2 separate regions of the Mus musculus genome follow, and region 2 is linked to region 1. The links are chromatin contacts, called in public Hi-C maps. All regions are on one chromosome and are shown on one strand. The core of a region is the stretch at or near the end of the contact, and the rest is flanking DNA. Distances in the headings are between cores, read along the strand shown.

Region 1 (3,268 bases), core at 377-2,876:
GCAATGTAAGAAAAAAACCACATAATTGTGTCTTGCATAGTCTAAGTGTCTAGCTGCCATTTAAGGATCTTGCTGCTTTATTAAAGGAGCGACAAACCAGTTACAAAGCGATCAGGGGAGTACCCAGCAAATGCTTCTGAAATTCATAATCAGGCATGGATTAGCCCTGCCTCAACTTAATATATTGTCTCAGAGATTAATAGTAAATACTGTCTTTCTCTTCCTTTTTCTTGGCCTGTAGGCTAGTGTTTAGGCTGGGAGCCTTAGCCTGTTACGATCCCCTGTCGTTCATTTAATAAAAAGAACAGTTGGGAGAAGCATTTTAGCAACTGCATCAGAAGCATCACCTGTGAGAGCCAACGGAGGCTCCAGCGTGGCCAGTATTTGAAAGCTCAGAGTTTGTTTTCGAAAGCTGGTGACGGTTCTCATGTCGCCTGCCACTTCCAGTACTGGCCAAAATAATAATTTTAACGCCTCCCAGTGGATTATGCTAACCTCAACTCAGTTCCTTTAGAGAGATAGAAACCTATATGTCTCCAGCTCGGTCATTATAAATAATATCTACGTGTGCCCCCAAAGCTCTAATTGGCCCCATCTGTATTTCTGACAATTTATAATAACTGAATGGTATCTGCAAAGCAGTTAACTTTCTGGAAAATACTCAAAGACACACACTGAATGCTGCAATACAGAATTGCCTTCGACTCAACGTTTGCCAATTTCTTTGCATGTGTAAGCAGAACTATATTTTCAGAGAAGTTACAGAAGTCCCAGGCTGAAGTGCTATTTAATCTCCTTTCATAAACACCAGCCCTGAGCTACAATTAGCTGCTTGTGGTTGCTGCTAAATTGCTCCCCATAAGATATTTCATAACTTTATGGTTCCCCTGCTCACCATACTATGAAGAATGTGTGAATGCACCTAGGACCCAGGCATTCTTATGTCGATGCTCCAGACATAGATGTTCTTAAACAGTTGATTCCCTGATCATGGATCCTGGTCTTTCAGGCCGTGTGAGAACATCTTTTACACCAAACGGGTACACCTTCGACTCCTTTGGGCTGCACCCCCCAAAAAGGTAGCAGAGACTTAAAGGACCCTTGGCACTTGGTGCGCGTTCACTGGCAGTACCCTAGGCAGAATTGGGGGTCTGGGGTGGTCCTAACCCAGACCGTGGGACTCGCAGAGAATGGGTGCTGTGGAGTGGTGTTGGGGGAGGGGGGAAGGCTTGTTTTGCTGGGTGATTTTTTGGAAAGTAGTCGCTCGCCTGTTTCGCGGGTTTTTAAGCCCCTTGGCATGCCCTGACCTGATCCGGAGGGAGTCAACTGCTCTCAGGAATGTTCCTGGAGAAGGTGGGAGACTGTTTCCCAGGCGAGGCCCTTGGGTGCTGGAGGGCACCCGCGAGGTCAGGCAGGGAGATGCGCGCAGCGGGGGCTGCAGACACCCCCTCCCCCTGGGCGGCGGCGGCGGCGACAATGACCGGACCCGCGCGTCTGCACCGCCCGGCTGTCAAGCGCGGGGGGCGGGCGGGAGGAAGGGGTGGAGGTGCGAGGGGAGGAGGAGGGCTGGCACCGGAGCGCCGCGGTGTCGGTGCAATAAAAATGCATCCCATGGAACTGCCCATGGAGAAGGACGGGACCGAGCCTCGGCGGCCACAGAAGGTGGGAAAAGCGGAGGAGGACAGCCGGGAGGCGGCGGCGGCCGGGAAGTGAAAGGTCTCGCAAAGTTCAGCGTCGGCTGCGGGCGCCGAGCCCTGGGCGAGCGGCGCACCCGCCCTCAGGGCCGCTCAGCCGGCAGCGGCCAGGCCGGCTATGATCCCGGGGCTCCCGCCGCTGCTGAGCTGCCCGGGCCCCGCCAGGCCGGTGCGCGACGGTCACCCCGCCGCCTGGCGCGGCCCCGGCCCGCGGCTCTGTGCCCACGGTGCCCACTGAGCGAGCCTGGCGCTCCGGGAGGAGGAAGAACCACAGAGCCCCCGGTGCTCCCGAGGACCACTGCCGCTTCATCCCACCCGCTCCCGCAGCTGCCCGGCCATGGGGAGCTGCGCACGGCTGCTGCTGCTCTGGGGCTGCTCCGCGGTGGCCGCAGGTGGGTGGTGACGCGGCCGGGCCCCCACCCCTCTTCCCTTGCTCCTGCCCCTCCACCCAAGCTCGGGGGCTGGGGGATATAGGGGATCCCGGACCGGGAGCCCAGAGCTCGGCTATTGAGGATGAAGCCAGTGGCCATGTTCCGTCTCCTTTGCCCGCGACTCCGCAGTTTCAAACACTATTGATTTTTTTTTTTTCTCCTGCAACTGAGATACACATGTCCTTGAATAACCAGATATCCTGGGTACGCCCTGCAGAAGATACAGAGAGATCAATGTTTCTTTCTGGGTTTGGCTTGGGGGGGAAAACTGCCTCTGCACTTGGTGAGGGGGAACAAAGGACCCAGCTCGCCATCCCCGGGCTCTCCATGGCCTGAGGAGTGACGAGGAGGGGTGGCCCAGAGACCCTGGGCGTGCGTGGGCCGAGACCGATCTCTCACTTAGAGAGATCGCCACCTTCCCGGATCTCATTCTGTGTACTTGAGAGCCAGGTAGGGCCACCTGGGGTGAGGGTGAGCGCCCTCTTCCCGGGGCGTTGGCTGCAACGCTGTAGAACTCGGAACTGGGACCATGGGGGGTGATCACTCAGGTGGTGATTGCCCGGAGCTGGCTGACTGCCCCTGGGGAATCGGTACCCTGGCCGAAGCTCTGCAGGAGGTCGGAGGCGGGTCTGTTCCTTGGCTCAGTAACTGGGTTACGGGCAACGGGCAGATGCCCCTCTCCCCTCCCGCTACGGTCCTGTCTCTCTTGGACTGTCTTTAGGCCACCGGTTCCAGGCTTGCTGTGTCTGAGTCCCCGGGAGCCTCCTCTTTCTCTTCTCCCCCTCCCTTCTCGCAGGCCACCTGGTTTTCAGCTAGGTTAAGTACAGCACAGTGGGGTAGTGGGGAAAAATTGTGAGGGTCTGATTTCATCCCCCACCCCAAACCCCTCAGACGGACTTGACTTGCTCCTGAAAGAGACGTGTGGGTTAGAGGAACCGACTGGAAGGTTCCAAGCCCTGGGGCAGGCATCTCTTCAGTTGGTCTGCTTCCATTCTTTTCCCCAGAGCTGCCAGCAACTAAGTCCAGGCTTAAGAGGCTGCGTCCTCTATCAGGGTGCAGCCTGTGTTTGCACTGATAACTACTTCTTATCAAAATTATTAGTGGGTGGAAACTTTTAAATTATTCATTATTTTTTTTTACCCC
Region 2 (3,268 bases), core at 373-2,872, 39 kb after region 1:
CCAGAAAACAAAGAGAATCTAGCCCGTTCAGGGCTCTTTAAGGATTGCTTCCTAACACTAGGGCATAAGAAGAACCTGAGCAGAGAATCCACAGCCACAGGTGTCATGTTAGGGATCCTAGCCTCATAAGACTCAGGCAAGCCCAGCGTGGTGGCATACGCCTTTAATCCCACCACTCAGGTGGCAGAGACAGGTGGATCTCTGTGAGTTCAAGGCCAGCCTGGTCTACATAGTGAGCTCCCAAGACAGTCAGAACTACATAGTGATACTCTGTCTTGAAAAACAAAAGAGAAGGAGAGAGGTCAGGCAAGACCAGGGGAAAGGGCCCAAGACTCACTGGGAAGGACAGTTTTAAATGATGCGTTTTTCCTTTACTCCACTGATTTTACTTGGAAGTTAGGACAAGGCTAAGTTAGGACAAGGCTATGGACGTCCACATTTCAGTTGTTGTTCATTGTATTTGGTTACGCAGGGAAGGAAACAGCTTCATTGCCTAACAATAGCAGCCTCGCTAAATAAATTATGTCATCCGTACGATGGCATTCTAAGCAGGTTTGTTTTTAAACCTTATGGCAGGGCCCTGAGTCTCACTCTCTCTTCTGCATCCGAATCTGGCCCACTGAAAGTCAGATTGCTCAGCCAAGCTGGCAGAGTTGCTGATGTCGTTGGCTTGAGAGAGGGCTCAAGAATTTGCTTTTCTAACAAATTCCCCCAAGGTCTACACTTTCAGAACTACTGATGTAGAGGCTTGGAAGAATACTCACCAACTGTACAGATTTTTTTTTTTCACTCTGCACTGGAGTTTAGGGGGAAAGATCTTTTATTGAGTTCATGTTCCTGGCTGTCTTTGGTGAAACATAGAGTGGGCCCTTAATTGCCTTCTAAAGTTTGAATGGCATACTTTTCTGTAATAAGCAGAATGTGGGTAACTAAAGCGCAATAAAATTTCTTCACTTAAGGAAAAAGAATCATGAGGCACTGGACATTGGCTCCAACAGTCTTGCTCGGGAGACTTTGCTCCTGGCTCTAAAAGTGCCCCTGTTGGGAGTATGTATTCAGAAGCAACTAAAGGCAGATCAATAACAGGCTCGCCCATGGGCACCTACCCTCTTCCTGGGGACAAAACAAGAAGAGGCTTCTGGGAAATGGAAGGCTTCCACAGTGCCTCTCCTCTCTCCAGTCGTGACACACAGGCTTCTTCTGGGTGGGGACCCAAGGGCCACCTGCCAGGACTTTTGAAGCATCTGGATTGGCTCCCTCTCTGCTTCCTGATACAGGCTAGATCCCCTTCCCAGAGTATCAGATTAAGGTGTCTCCTCTCTGGGAAAAACAAAAAAAGATTTGATGGTTTAAATTCCCATTCCCCTTTGTGTCTGTAGCACTGTACTGTCTCCTTTCCAGCACGCAGCCTCGGGGGTCATGATGTCCCTTCCCGGCTGATATCAGCGTGCCAACAGTGGAGTCATGCACACCCAGCACAGAGCCGCCATTCAGCCGCCCTGGGCTGGGTTCAGGAAGCAAAAGGGCCTCTAAGTTTCCCCAAACCTTGACAGATCTTCCCGGCCCGTCCCCCTGCCCCCCACCCCCGTGTGCCGGAGCTAAACAACTCTCAGGGTGAAAGCGGTGGGGTGGGGAGAGGGAGTCGGGGTAAATGTCAAGGGTAATCACGTGGCCGGAACAGAGAGCAAACAGCTGCCACCAATATCCAGGAAAAGGAAGGGTGGGCAGACAGGACAGAGCACACTACCAGCTCCTCAGTGGGCACTGCTTGCCCAGCTCCAGCCTGTCTATGCCTGCGTGAAGAGATAACAGAAATGCTGGTGTCTGGGGATGACGTGTGGAAAACCGGTCTCATTTACAGTTTTCTCCATGATGTCTCCAGCTTTGGAGAGTTTTCTTTGTTCAGACTTTCAAAAATATGAAATGTGTTAATCCGTCTTTAAAAAGCAAACGTTGTTCCTTCTACGGTGACTCTCAATTAGGTGACATAGAATTTGTTGGGAATTTCAATTTCCCTCTGCGTCACTTTGCCAACAACTTTACATGTGGGTAGAAATGGACCACAATCCTTTTAAGATAGAACTGGTCTAGGTTTGAGATGCTTAGAAGTAACTAGACCTGTATACACACTGGTTAGTTAGCAATTGCAGCCTGTTTCTTCTGTCCTTTCTTACCTTTTGATACTGCACTGTGGAACTCAGCACGGGGTCTCCGCAGGGGCTCTGGAGAGAGAGAGAGAGAGAGGGTGCTTAGAATCTCGCTATTACTCAGGTGCAGAGGATAATTTTGTAATTAAGTCACTTACCAAAAGATGCATTAAACAAAGCGCCAGGGTGGTTCTTGTGACACTGCGACTATTTCCCAAGATGTTTTCAGTCTATCCTGGGAAGACAATGGATCAATAAACAGCTATAAGAAGACTTTCAGGTACTAAGTACTGGTACTGTAGATACTGTTTATTGTGTAGGTACTGTAAATACTAACAATAAAGAACTATAAATAGAATGTCAGGTCCTAAGAACGAGTACTATAAGTACTAACAAGATAGACTGTCAGGTACTAAGTACAAGTGCTATAAGTACTAAAAAGATAGACTGTCAGGTACTAAGTACAAGTGCTATAAGTACTAAGGACCAAAATCAGGCAGGGCCATTGAAAGACTGTGTTTTATTCTGAAGAAAATGGGTCTTTGGCAGGGCGGAGAGGAGGACAGATGGTTAAGCAAGAGTATGAAGTAATTCAGCTTCCCTTTTTTATAATGGAAATCACTCTGCCTAGTGTATAAAAGCCAAGTGTCTATGGAATCCTGAGCCAGGCATGGATATATCTTATTGAGAGCAGCTTTATCCTCATATGCATGGAGACATGGCTCTCCAGAGTGGATTCCTGCCTTTTCAGGTGTTTGCTATAAAATACGTTTTCCTTTCTTCCTTCCTTTCTTTCTTTCTTGTGGTGGTAGTGTGTGTGTGTGTGGGGGAGGGGGGGCTGTCCCCTCCTACCAACCTTGCTTCTCCGGGTGGCAGGAAAGTTGGGGGCTGGGTAGCAGCCATGCCTGAGACACTATATGACCCCTGTGTACTGCAGAGACTTGCACATGGCTGAGGTTTCTACCCTGCTGATCGTTTTTCCCACTGATTTCCTTCCCAAAACTTCAGCATCCATCCATAACCTACACAATAGACGCAGCCTCACTATGGTGTCTTTAACTGGAGCAGAGCGCAATCAGGCAGCTTGACCAGAAACTTTTCTCCTTACACTTGGACTTAAA

What was found. A called contact is a pair of places that touch in the nucleus more often than the background predicts.
Region 2: a contact with region 1 is called in a Hi-C map of erythroid progenitors, with 3 times the contacts expected there. The contact joins the enhancer-like site here to the promoter of Ntn4 in region 1. A contact is called at or near these places in 3 of 39 promoter capture datasets (3T3-L1-derived adipocytes, frontonasal cranial neural crest and maxillary cranial neural crest), 7 of 484 Hi-C or Micro-C datasets (Sertoli cells, embryonic stem cells, erythroid progenitors and 4 more), 11 of 115 datasets of contacts at active chromatin or transcription factors (bone marrow-derived macrophages, cardiomyocytes, embryonic stem cells and 5 more) and 3 of 9 other capture datasets (adipose tissue, liver and pancreatic islet).

What each region holds. Positions count from the first base shown.
Region 1 is chr10:93,639,423-93,642,690 of GRCm38.p6, forward strand. It overlaps Ntn4 (netrin 4), which reads left to right and starts at 1,627. Exons shown (of 10, transcript NM_021320.3): 1 at 1,627-2,086. The coding sequence starts at 2,032.
Region 2 is chr10:93,678,144-93,681,411 of GRCm38.p6, forward strand. All of the region lies in intron 2 of Ntn4 (netrin 4), which reads left to right. Gm15915 (predicted gene 15915) reads right to left here. Exons shown (of 6, transcript NR_038017.1): 2 at 2,306-2,382; 3 at 2,175-2,222; 4 at 1,107-1,320. Among named protein-coding and RNA genes, the nearest start is that of Gm15915, 3.5 kb to the right of the region's middle. Within about 2 kb of position 1,623, at least 86 of the 459 cell types and tissues checked have an H3K27ac peak or open chromatin away from gene starts, as enhancers often do. A contact at or near this core is called in adipose tissue, cardiomyocytes, erythroid progenitors and 6 more, where this site is marked.